Regions from separate parts of the Mus musculus genome. Here regions 1 and 3 are each linked to region 2. Evidence: chromatin contacts called from public promoter capture Hi-C and targeted proximity ligation data. All regions are on one chromosome and are shown on one strand. The core of a region is the stretch at or near the end of the contact, and the rest is flanking DNA. Distances in the headings are between cores, read along the strand shown. Region 1 holds the start of Tjp2 (tight junction protein 2). Region 2 holds the start of Ptar1 (protein prenyltransferase alpha subunit repeat containing 1). Region 3 holds the start of 2410080I02Rik (a long non-coding RNA gene).

Region 1 (3,770 bases), core at 625-3,124, 540 kb before region 2:
TCTACTCTCTCGACTCCTCATGCTCTAAATAAACTCTATTCCATGCTATATCTGTCATATGGCTGGTACCTCAGGGGGTTGGGATGCCTCAGCATGGGCCCAGAGTCACCCCTTCACCGTACCTCACCCTACAAACATATTCCAAGTTCTTTCTCTCTCTCTGTCTCTCTCTCTTTTTTAAAAACACAACAGCAGTGTTCACCCCATTATTCCAGTACTTGGGAGGCTGAGGCAGGAGGATTACCCCAAAATTGGAACCAGCAGGATTGCATGGAAGGGCCATTAGGGCCATAGTAACTAAGACCTCAACTCAAAAAAAGAAAAAGCAAATTCATGGGTAGGTGTTTTTCCTTTCTTAGTAAATGGAGGCACAATTGGTATGCTTTTATTTGCTTAACAGTTTGCTTGTGCTCATTTTTCTTAAAGTGATACTTTCTTAAAGCCTGAGCCTTCAGGTTTGATCTTCCTTTGCCTGGGGCGTGTGTGTGTGTGTGTGTGTGTGTGTGTGTGTGTGTGTGTATTGGCAGGTCTGATAACACCTGTTCCTCAGGATCTGTCCATGTTGGTTTATAAGACCGGGTCTTTCATTTTTCGGGGGCTGGTAAATCCAAGGATCTGTCTCCCCAGCTCTGGGATTACAAATCTGTGCTACCACTCCTGGTTTCTCTTGTTGGGGTTTTGTTTTTGTTGTTGTTGTTTTTGTTCTTTTTTTTTTTTCCTTGAGAGAGTGTCTCAGTTGACATAGTTACTCCTGGCGAAAGGGTTTTGTGGGGAGGAGAGGGCGCTCGTGCGCGAAGTTGCCTGGAATAGAACCTCAGCATCCTTTACAGGATTTTTAAAAAAGCAAACTAAAATACTTAAAATTGCAACGCAGTGGGCAAGTGCGAGCATTCACACCGCACAACTATCACCACTATCCATCTCGCCATCACCACAACTTTTATCCTGTACCCTGGAATCTTCTTAGGATTTTTTTTCCCCCCTGAGACAGGGTTTCTCTGTGTAGCCTGGCTATCCTCGAACTCACTCTGTAGATCAGGCTGGCCTCGAACTCAGAAATCCGTCTACCTATGCCTCCCAAGGGCTGGGATTAAAGGCATACGCTACCACTATCCAGCTTTTCTTTTTATTTTTTTTTTTTTCTTTTTCTTTTCTTTTCTTTTTTTCTTCCTAGGATTTTTTAACCAGACTAGGTTAAATGGAAGGCGAACTTGCGCCCCGGGTGCAGCCTTGGGCACTAGGCACATTCCTCCTTCCCCGCGGTGTGACTAAGCAGGCTCTGGGCTTAGTGCTCCGCCCTCACCTATTGTCCCCCGAGAGGAACCGGTATTTCCGGATTGGAGCCTCAGAGCCAGAGAACCAGGGAGGTTGGAGGGGGAGGGGGATTGAAATTGATCTTAAAACTTATCTTTCACCGATACCATTACCCGTTTCTCTTCTTCCCCAAACAAAAATCAACCCGTTCCACTCCCCTACCGTATACATACAGTGACCCACAAACACCCTTCCCGTGGTTTCTGAGGGGTGACTGACCTTTCCTCGCCAGCACCTGCGGAAAGACTGAAAGCAGATCTGGGCACGAATTAGATAAACCCTGCGAATGTTTATACTCTTGAGCCGAAGCTTGGGGGTTTTGCTGAGAAAAGAGGCGGAAGCGTCGCTCAATCCCTGCCCCACCGCTGGGTGGCGCCGGTGAGGCCTCCCCCTCCGCCAACAGGACGACCCAAAGTGGCGCGAGCTACTTTTTTTTTTTTTTTCCGGGTCTGGAGGAAGCAGGTGATGGCCACCGCCCATCTACCCTCCCCCTAACCACACACACTCTAGATAGGCACTTGTCCCCCTTTCTTCTAGCCCTCCAAACAGGAAATAGGTTGAGTCACAACAATACCCAGGAACGGCCGGTGGCGGAGGTCACTGGCTCCCGCCTGCTGCGGCAGCCCGCGGCACTCCGCCTCCGGACAGGCGCTGCCCGCGCTGCGCCGCCCGACGCCTGGGACCGTCGCTTTCTGCGCGCTGACTCTGCTGGCTGCCGCCGCCCCCCTTCTCCAGGCGAGTACCTGCGGCTCTGTCCCTCCCGGGGTACAAGATTGCTCTGGAGCCTTGGCTCGCCGCGGGGCAGCGTGCGTGAACGCCGGTTGTCCCCGTGGGGTTTGGGATGTGATTTCTTGAGCACTGCTTTTTGCGTGCGTACTTCCATCTCCCACCCTTGGGCAGCCTCGCATCACCGGGGTTGACTTAGGGTCACCCGGGATCTGAGTTTACGCCGCTGCTACAGGTGCCTGGCTCCTCCTTGTCCTTCCAGGCGGGGACATTGTTTCGCTCCCGCAGAGCGTCTCTTCTGCTAGATTCAGAGGGCCTTTGGGTTTCTGTTGGCAGCGATGGTATCTAAGGGGTGGGTGACCTGAACGGGCGCGGAGCGAGGGAAAGCTGGTGTCTGTGTGCAGGTGGGGGCGATCCTGGTGACCATGAGTCTGCCCCCTCCCCCGCCGCCGACAGGAAAACAGTCCCGTCGCTTTGTGAAACATTTAATTCGACTTTGTGTGTGTGTGTATATATATATTTGGGGTCTTTCGACTCTTTTATAAAGGACGAGCCGAGTTGTCAACACAGGGCGTTGTCAGCTCTCCAGGGCTGCTTTCCGTGGCTTTTCTATGGGACTCTCAGTCAAAGCCGAGTTGGAGATTTTTATGTTGGAAAAAGGCCACCGAATGCCAAGCATTCTCCGAGCTTGAAAAGGGTGTTTTCCAGGCTGCTGCAGTGTGCGAGAGGGTTTCTGAGCTACTGTCTCTGAGTTGTCCACCGCGCCTTCCCAGGTCCGCAGGTGTGCGGGTTCTGTTCAGAGGCTCCTCTGGCCTCTAAAAGTTTCCCGACTTTCCTAGTTCATTTGAAAGACCAGTTTCCTGGTAAGGAGAGAGGGATTCTGGGACATTGCCTGGGGGCCTCTTGAAAACCCAGGTTTCAGGCCGCACCCTAGACCTGTTAGCCCTGGGATCTATTTGCACTTTGACCTTTGGGAACCTTTGGCCCAAGAAAAGTGGCGGTGCCCAGCTAAGGAATGAATCACGTCGGACTCCTACTCAGCCTTAAATCTGAATGCTATTTTAAAAATGGGGACAGACAGTACAGCCACACTGGACCTACCCACTCCGCCCCCAGAGCCATTGGCTCTTTATTGAGATTTGAAGATATTTGGCTAACATATAAGGCTGCAGGTTTTTTTGTTTCTGGCCTTGAAATGTGCCTTAAAATGATACGGAACGTGAAATTGAGCATTTTAACCTTCCTAAATGTTAAGTTAAACGGCACCGAATGCCCTCAGTTTTCTTCAGGGGGCTGAGAATCCTGACTAGGAATGTAATAGGCAGAATAGATGCAACATTACTAAGTGGCCAAGGTAGGCTAGCTGCAGGATTCTGTTGTGTGCTTTCCATTAAGGAAGATAAAGAGCCAGGAGGGTTTTCTTTTGTCTAGACTGCAATGGAATGGAGTCACCTAGGGAGTGGACTCAGCCCGCATGAATTAACTAAGTATAGATTCCCCGAAATCTCTTAATTCCTCATTGCCTTGGTACTAAGTAATGAAACTGCACTTAAAAAAAAATTACAGGGCTGGAGAGATGGCCCAGAGGTATTAGCACTGACTGCTCTTCCAGAGGTCCTGGAGTTCAATTCCCAGCAACCACATGGTAGCTCACAACCATCTGAAATAGGATCTGGTGCCTTCTTCTGGTGTGTCTGAAGACAGTTACAGTGTACACATATGCATTAAAT
Region 2 (3,465 bases), core at 95-2,594:
TATGGCTACTGCCAGGAAATCACTCCAAACACTCATTGGGGAAAAAAGTCAGCAGTCAAAAGAGGAAAGGAGGACGACTTAGGGGCTGTCGGGGCTGGCAGGTATGTTTAGAGGCCAGTAGTCTTTTGTCTTGAAGGAAGTACAGTTTTAAGTCCTTAATTGAGAGAAGAAAGCAGGCCATCTGAGGACTTCTAAATTCTTTTCTGAGATCATCTTGGAGGAAAAGAACACTTGATTAAAGTGTTTGGCCTTTCATTTAGTGGAAAAGCTAAGGAGGCTAGAATGCGTAAAAATAATTCATGTGTTTTAGTAAAAAAAATTAAAATATTAAAAATAAATTGTATAACCAATGAGAAAATAATACAAAACCGGACTTCATGTTTGTTTCCCCAGGAATGGGCTACATTCTGGCTTCTTATTCTTTTGTATACTGATGTAGGTAACTCTTTAGTAGCTTCCTTTCCATTCGTTAAAGGGAGAGTATCAGGAAAAGAAAAATACAATCTTAAGAGTATCTTCCTAGAGAGTAACAAATAAAATGGAAAGGGAGGAGAAAGAGATAATATATGTATCAGTTCAGGAGTGAACTTTTAGAAGGCAACAATGCTAGGTAAGAATGCCTTAAGATGCTCGTCTGTAACTTCGGACGCGCTACTAATAAAAAAAAAGTATCCAGTTTGCAACAGCTTTATAAGATCCACTCAGGTCACCTTCAAAAATTGTTACATCCGACTCGCTTTGCAATTTTGTGACAAGCGAGTCGAAAAGTCAAAGGCAGCTTCCAATCACCTTTAGTTAACCCGAAAGGGGGCTGTAGGGAGTATGATGGGGTGGATAATCCTCTATAGCCACGCACTGGATGCAACCGAGAGTCGCCTCCAAGACACAGAGACCCACGGTAGTGGCCCGCGGGGCAAGCGCATCCCGGCGGAGGGCGGCGGGGAGAAGAGTTGCCACAACTCCCGGGACGCGTCGCGCAGGGCAGAAAACTCCACGCTCCGACGTGGCTCTCGGAGGTCGCTCCCCGGCACTGCCCCGCCACGCGTCTTGGTAACGGCCAGCCGGCTCGGCGCGACAGTCCCAGCCGCGCTCCGCCTGTCGGAAGCGCGCGTGGGCCCCGAGCGGCCCCGGCGAGTGGACTAGAGCGCGGCCCCGAGCCGCCCCCGACGACCCCGGCGGCGCAGGGCGCGCCACTCACATGTGCGGGTTCCTTCGGAAGGCGTTGGTGATGTCCTTCACCACCCTCTGCACCAGCACCGCCACCTCCTCGTTCGACTCGGCCATGTTGGCGGCCGCCGCGATCGGGCGCGCCTCCGGCAGAGCCCAGCCGCCGGCGGGAGTTCCGCGGGGGCGCGCGCGCGCGCTGGCTCAGGCGCGTTCTCGCCGAGGCCGCCGAGCACTTCCGGGTCAGGGAGGGCCGCAGCACCGCTGGGTTGGGCCGGCTCTTCGAGCTCGGTGGCTTTTGGTGGAGTTTTGGTTCACTAGGCGTGGAGGAAGGAGGCTTCCCCCGCACTTCTCCGAGCAGCCGTGTCCCAGAGTGGCCTTTACCCAGGGACCTCCGGATGGCTGCACCAGGCCCGCTTCACCGGCCCACCCGGGGAGGAGGCGGGTTGCTGACCTCCTTTTGCACGCCTGTGCTACTTTATGCATGAAGTGTAAAGTAGCGCGTTTAGTTAGATCTTGTAATGTAGTAAGCAAAGGAAAGAAAGTACAGGAGAAAGAACCCTTCAGATCTCGGGGATAAGGTTAAAAACAAAAGTAACCCACTGTACTTCTGTACTTTTAGCATTTTTGATACATTTCGTGATCACTACGTTAATTTGGAGTATAAAATAAAATAAAGGCTTTGACAATTGTTCCTGACCTCTCTTGCTCCACAAATTATAAGATTGCTCTGTTCCATTTGGATTTTAAAAGTGTTGTAATTAAAATTTTTATTTTTATATATCAGGTTTATTTGTCCCTTCTAAGTACAAAGTTCTGACTGCCTCTAACTGGTGATGGTGTCTCCTCCTCCTCCTCCTCCTCCTCCTCCTCCTCCTCTCCCTCCTCCTCCTCCTCCTCCTCCCCGTCCTCCTCCTCCTCTTCCTCCTTCTCTGATGCTTGAAGTCTGTATCTTTTTAATTTTTGGTTTTTGGCCCTGGCAAGGTAGTGCGTGGCTGTGATCTTGGGAGGTAAAAACAGGAGGTGACATTCAAGGTTATCTTTGGCTGGGCTATTTGAAACTTGGATCTCTGAAAAGCAAACTGTGGTTGGTCCTGATCCTGGTGAAGAAACAAGAGACAGTCTACAAACTTGTGGAAAGCAAAACAGACCTGATTAAGACCCTAAAAGACTCTGACAAGCTCTGGGAGAAGCAGTGAGACAAATGGGGTGTGTTGCATCCCTAGACCAAGAGCAAGTTCAAGAGTCCTGTCGAAGAGTGATACCAGGGGCTGGAGAGATGGCTTAGCAATGAAGTACACTTGTTTTTAGCAACCACAACCACCTGTAACCCCAGCTCCAGATGATCCAACATCCTCTTCTGGCTTCTGTGGGAACATACACGCACACACATCTTTTACATTTTTTTAAAAAGTAATATGCTACTGGAGGTTCCTCGGAAAATTGGAAATAGGTCTACCTAAAGACCCAGCTATACCACTCTTGGGCATATACCCAAAAGATGCCCCACCATGCCACAGGGGCACATGCTCCACTATGTTCATAGCAGCCTTATTTGTGAGAGCCAGAAGCTGGAAACAACCCAGATGTCCCACAATGGAAGAATGGATACAGAAAATGTTCATTTACACAATGGAGTACAACTCAACTATTAAGAACAAGGACATTATGAGGTTTGCAGGCAAATGGATGGAACTACAAAATATCATTCTGAGTGAGGTAACTCAGGCCCAGAAGGATATGCATGGTATATACTCACTAATAAGTGGTTATTAGCCAAAAAACATATAGAATACCCAGAATACAATCTACAGAACTCAAGAAGGTTAACAAGCCAAAGGGCCCAAGTGAGGATGCCATAATCCCACTTGGGAGGGAGAAGAAAGCAATCATGGGGACTTGGGGGTAAGTGGCAGAGGGAGGGAGGAACCTGGGTGGGATAAGGGACAGGGAGGGAAAAGGGGGACATGATCAGGTATTGGAGGTGGGGACAGGACTGAAGCCCTGAGGCCCAGCCAAAAGAATGGAAACAGACAACCTTGGGAAATAAGAGGTGGGGGGACCCTCTAGAATGTGCCAGAGACCTGGGAGGTGAGAGACTCTCAGGACTAAAGGGAGGGACCTTAGATGAAATGCCCTACACTGGGGAGAGGGAACCTATAGAGCCTACCTCCAGCAGAAAGAAAGGGCATCATGTGAGGGATGGGGTTGCCATCCCACAGTCAAAATCTCCGACCCAGAATTGTTCCTGTCTAAAAGAACTGCAGGGACAAAAATGGACAAGAGCCTGAGGGACAGGAG
Region 3 (3,704 bases), core at 222-2,721, 550 kb after region 2:
TCAAGCTCTCTTTGCTGCAGTTGAACAAACTGCCCTAGATTGGGGGACGAGGAATCCGCCCCAAACTCGTGCAAGGAGCTCCGGGCGCCCGCGCCCACGTGAGCTAACCTTGACATTAGCCCCCCCACACCTGAGGTGGAGGTGGAGCCACGAGGGAGGGTTGCTGGCCCCTGGGGCGCTAGCCACTGGGCTCGCACGCTCCACGTGAGCGCGCCTCCCTGTTTCGTAACTCTAGCGATGTTTCTTTCTTTCTTTTTTTTTTAATCCCTGAGGTACCATGGGTGTGAGGTGTGCTGAGAAGGCAGGCCACTTTCCACCCCCACATCCTCGAAGATCAGGAAAACCTGCCCTGCGGTCCCTCTGGGAAGACTGCAGAGTAGGGTGTCGCGATGACATCAGCTTCTAAACATAGTCCATACCGCACCCCAACTCTGGGCCCTGCGTGCAAGGCGCGGGGGTGGGGGAGGAAAAGAGAGGTGGGGTGGCTGGTGTTGCTGTCCCTGGGCGGGGCGGGCTGGCCGGCCAGGCTGTGCGAGTGGAGATGACTTTGCAGGAATCGTGCTTTCCACGACTGCAGCCACATCTTTCCTACGATGACCCAGCCACCCGGCTTAAAAAGAAAAAAAAAATTAATGTCGTTCCTTGCCCTCCCCTACCCCACAAAAGCTATGCACACACTCAAGCAGTATTTCGACCCGGTGTCCCTTTCATTTATAAGCCTATGCATCCCCAGCCAGAGCACCAGGGTTCGGCCGGGTGCTGGCGCCCCCCGAGTATGGTTCTGCCTCGAGGCTAAGGCTGCGCTGGGGTCGGCGCGGCCCTCTGGGTGAGTCAGAAGGGCTGTGTTTCCTGTGGTTGTTGTGGAACAGTTTGTCCTTTTTACCCCCCTCCCACCCGTCTCCACCCCCTTGGTAAATATAGCGCTCACGTTTCATCATCTCTTTGTCCAACGAGCGCCAGACACCCCGGCCCGCGGCCCACGCCGCCTCCCTCCTCCTCCAGGCTCTCGGTTACCTCGCATAACCCCGCGCACTGGCGGCAGCAGCAGCCGCCCCTCAGCCCCGGCGCCGTTCCCCGGTGCTTCCCACTGCAGGACACTCCCGCCCTCTGTCATCCCCTCCCCCTGCTTCCAAGTCCCCTTAAGCCCCTAGTCCCACCCATTCTCCCCGATGTCCCCCTAGATGTTTGGAGATAGTCACTCCCAGCTTTTCCCAGTTCCCGGAGACACCCCACGCTCTGGCCCGTTGCTGGGTCCTCCACCCCCTCTCGTCGCAAGTCCCAAGTCTGATGCCATGTGCCCCTCCCGAGCGAGCGCAGGTGACAGGCGGCTGAGACAGTTCTGATTCAGCGACAGTTGCTTGTACTTAGGGGTGGGTGCCTGGCGAGCAATCTCCTTCCCACCTCCTGCCACCCCTACCCCAGTAGGGACGTGGGCTGCAGGGTCGGGAAGACGAGGTGAGTGGATGACAGGCAAAAAAAAAAAAAAAAAAAAAAAGTGTATGCTTGTTCTTCACTCTCCCTCCCACTCCCTGTTTCATTTCCACACATACAGCCACCCACCGGGACCGGAGGCGGCTGGTGTTCTCTGAACACCGGGAACTGGCTCTCTCCGTGGTCTCCTGTTTACTTCCCTCTTCTTCCCTCTCCCTCCCTTCGCCCATCACCCGGGACTGCCTCCCTTCTGCCTACAGCAGCTGGGAAACCTGCCGCAAAACACTGCAGTCATGGGACTTTTCCTGCGCCCATGTGCCTCCTCCAGTTTGCCCTGTTCTACCCTGCCCTGCCCTGCCCTGCCCTGTGACCGCTTGGGGCGCGTCTTCGTCCTGGAAGGGAAGGCTCTTAAAGCTCCTAATCCAGCAGTGCGTCAGCTCTCTCCTTCTCTTGTCTCCTCTACCCTTCCCCCCACCCCAAACCTTCCTGCAAAGGCTGGGCCTGGCAGCCTTTTTGGCTGGAATACTAGGCCACCCCCATGAGCGGCCACCTGTCTGGGGAGAGGTGGCGAGACAGCTGACAGGTCCTAAGAACTCTGTACCCAGGAGGCAAGACAGCTAGTTTCTTTGCCATCCCAGACTGTCCTGTTTGTGCCCTGTTTGTGCCAGCTGCCCCAAATTTTCCTAGTGCTCCCCCACCCCCCGAAATCTATTCCCAGGGACACACCTCGAGAGAGGCAAACCCTTCTCTTTTTAAGCTTGCCTCCCTGCAGGGAAGAATTCAGCTTTTCCTTACAGTTAAGCTGAATGAACAAAGGGCCCCAAGGAAGACAAGAGGTTCCAGCTCTGTTTGCCGCCTGTCTGAGGTTCACCCCATTTTAAAAACCACCTCTTCACCACCCTCTGCTCACTGCCATGGTTACCACCGCCCTGTCCTTGAGCGGCACTGGTCGTTCAAAGGCAGAAACAACAAGGGCATTTTAAGTGTCCTTTTAAATATCCAAAACACTGTTGGCATTTAGGAAACAGAGAAAGGGAAATAAAAGGTCTGGTTGTTTCTCGTTTCCTTCCCAGCCCAGGACCCTGAATAAATCCTTTACCCTGGGTGGCCTCTTAGCCCCCCAAGGAGAGGACGAAGTTTATGAGGCCTCTGGAGTGGAATTTAGCACCTGTTAGCATTAGTGTTGTTCGCTGTGAGTTGCCTCTTCCTTTCCCTCCCTCTGCAGCTTTAGACCTTGCCCCCAGGCTAAGCTAGCTCCACCCGGCGCCTTGTGAAAGTCTTCTGACTTTCGCTCACCTTCATGCTCTGAAAGTCCCACACACTTAACAGCCTTCCCTCCCAGCTGTTAACACTGTTAGTGGGGTTAGCATTCAGGTAGGCAAATTGCCCATCTGAGATTCTCAACCCTGAAACACTCCATTGTTATTTGGGTACCCTAGACCTTTGCAACACCAGAAACTACCTCCATTTCTGAACTCTTAGCCTTGCACCGTACTTCCCAGCCGTACTGGCTGGTTTTGTGTGTCAACTTGACACAGGCTGGAGTTATCACAGAGAAAGGAACCTCCCTTGAGGAAATGCCTCCATGAGATCCAGCTGTAAGGCATTTTCTCCATTAGTGATCAGAGGGGGAGGGGCCTAGCCCCTTGTGGGTGGTGCCATTCCTGGACTGGTAGTCTTGGGTTCTATAAGAGAGCAAGCTAAGAAAGCAGGGGGAAGCAAGCCAGTAAGTAACATTCCTCTATGGCCTCTGCATAGGCCCCTGCTTCTTGACCTACTTGAGTTCCAGTCCTGACTTCCTTTGGTGATGAACAGCAATGTGGAAGTGTAAGCTGAATAAACCCTTTCCTCCCCAACTGGCTTCTTGGTCATGATGTTTTGTGAAGGAATAGAAACCCTGACTAAGACACCAACTAACACTTCTTTCAGAACAATTCTTCAACTTGGTTGTGGCCTCCAATCTCCTTTTTCAATGCTCAATCTTGTTCTTACGTCCCTCCTACCTAGCTGTGACATCATAGTCTCTATGCATGCACCCCTCACCTGGTTCCTGGAACTTCCTGGCAAGACGCAGTTTCTCTCCAACCTGCCATGCTGGACTAAAATATCGAGGCCAACTGTTACCACTCTAAATTTATGGTCTCTAGTGGGCTCACAACACTGTCCCTTTGCATATCCCCAGGGACTTTCCTTTCCCACACTCTGAAATAACTAGATTGCACCTTCTGTCCTCAGACACCCTCCTGGTTCCAAACACACTCTGAGCCAAAACC

Evidence for each region. Promoter capture Hi-C pulls out the DNA fragments that hold promoters and counts their contacts.
Region 1: a promoter capture Hi-C map of second pharyngeal arch cranial neural crest shows a contact between it and region 2. A contact is called at or near these places in 3 of 39 promoter capture datasets (the 3T3-L1 cell line, cranial neural crest and second pharyngeal arch cranial neural crest) and 1 of 130 datasets of targeted methods (epiblast stem cells).
Region 3: a contact with region 2 is called in a targeted proximity ligation map of extraembryonic endoderm stem cells. A contact is called at or near these places in 5 of 484 Hi-C or Micro-C datasets (CD4 T cells, CD8 T cells, Th2 cells and 2 more) and 4 of 130 datasets of targeted methods (astrocytes, extraembryonic endoderm stem cells, large pre-B cells and 1 more).

What each region holds. Positions count from the first base shown.
Region 1 is chr19:24,223,130-24,226,899 of GRCm38.p6, reverse strand. It overlaps Tjp2 (tight junction protein 2), which reads left to right and starts at 1,874. Exons shown (of 24, transcript NM_001376368.1): 1 at 1,874-2,049.
Region 2 is chr19:23,685,279-23,688,743 of GRCm38.p6, reverse strand. It overlaps Ptar1 (protein prenyltransferase alpha subunit repeat containing 1), which reads right to left and starts at 1,344. Exons shown (of 7, transcript NM_028208.1): 1 at 1,199-1,344. The coding sequence starts at 1,284.
Region 3 is chr19:23,132,265-23,135,968 of GRCm38.p6, reverse strand. 2410080I02Rik (a long non-coding RNA gene) reads right to left here and starts at 1,471. Exons shown (of 2, transcript XR_386610.3): 1 at 1,015-1,471; 2 at 1-610.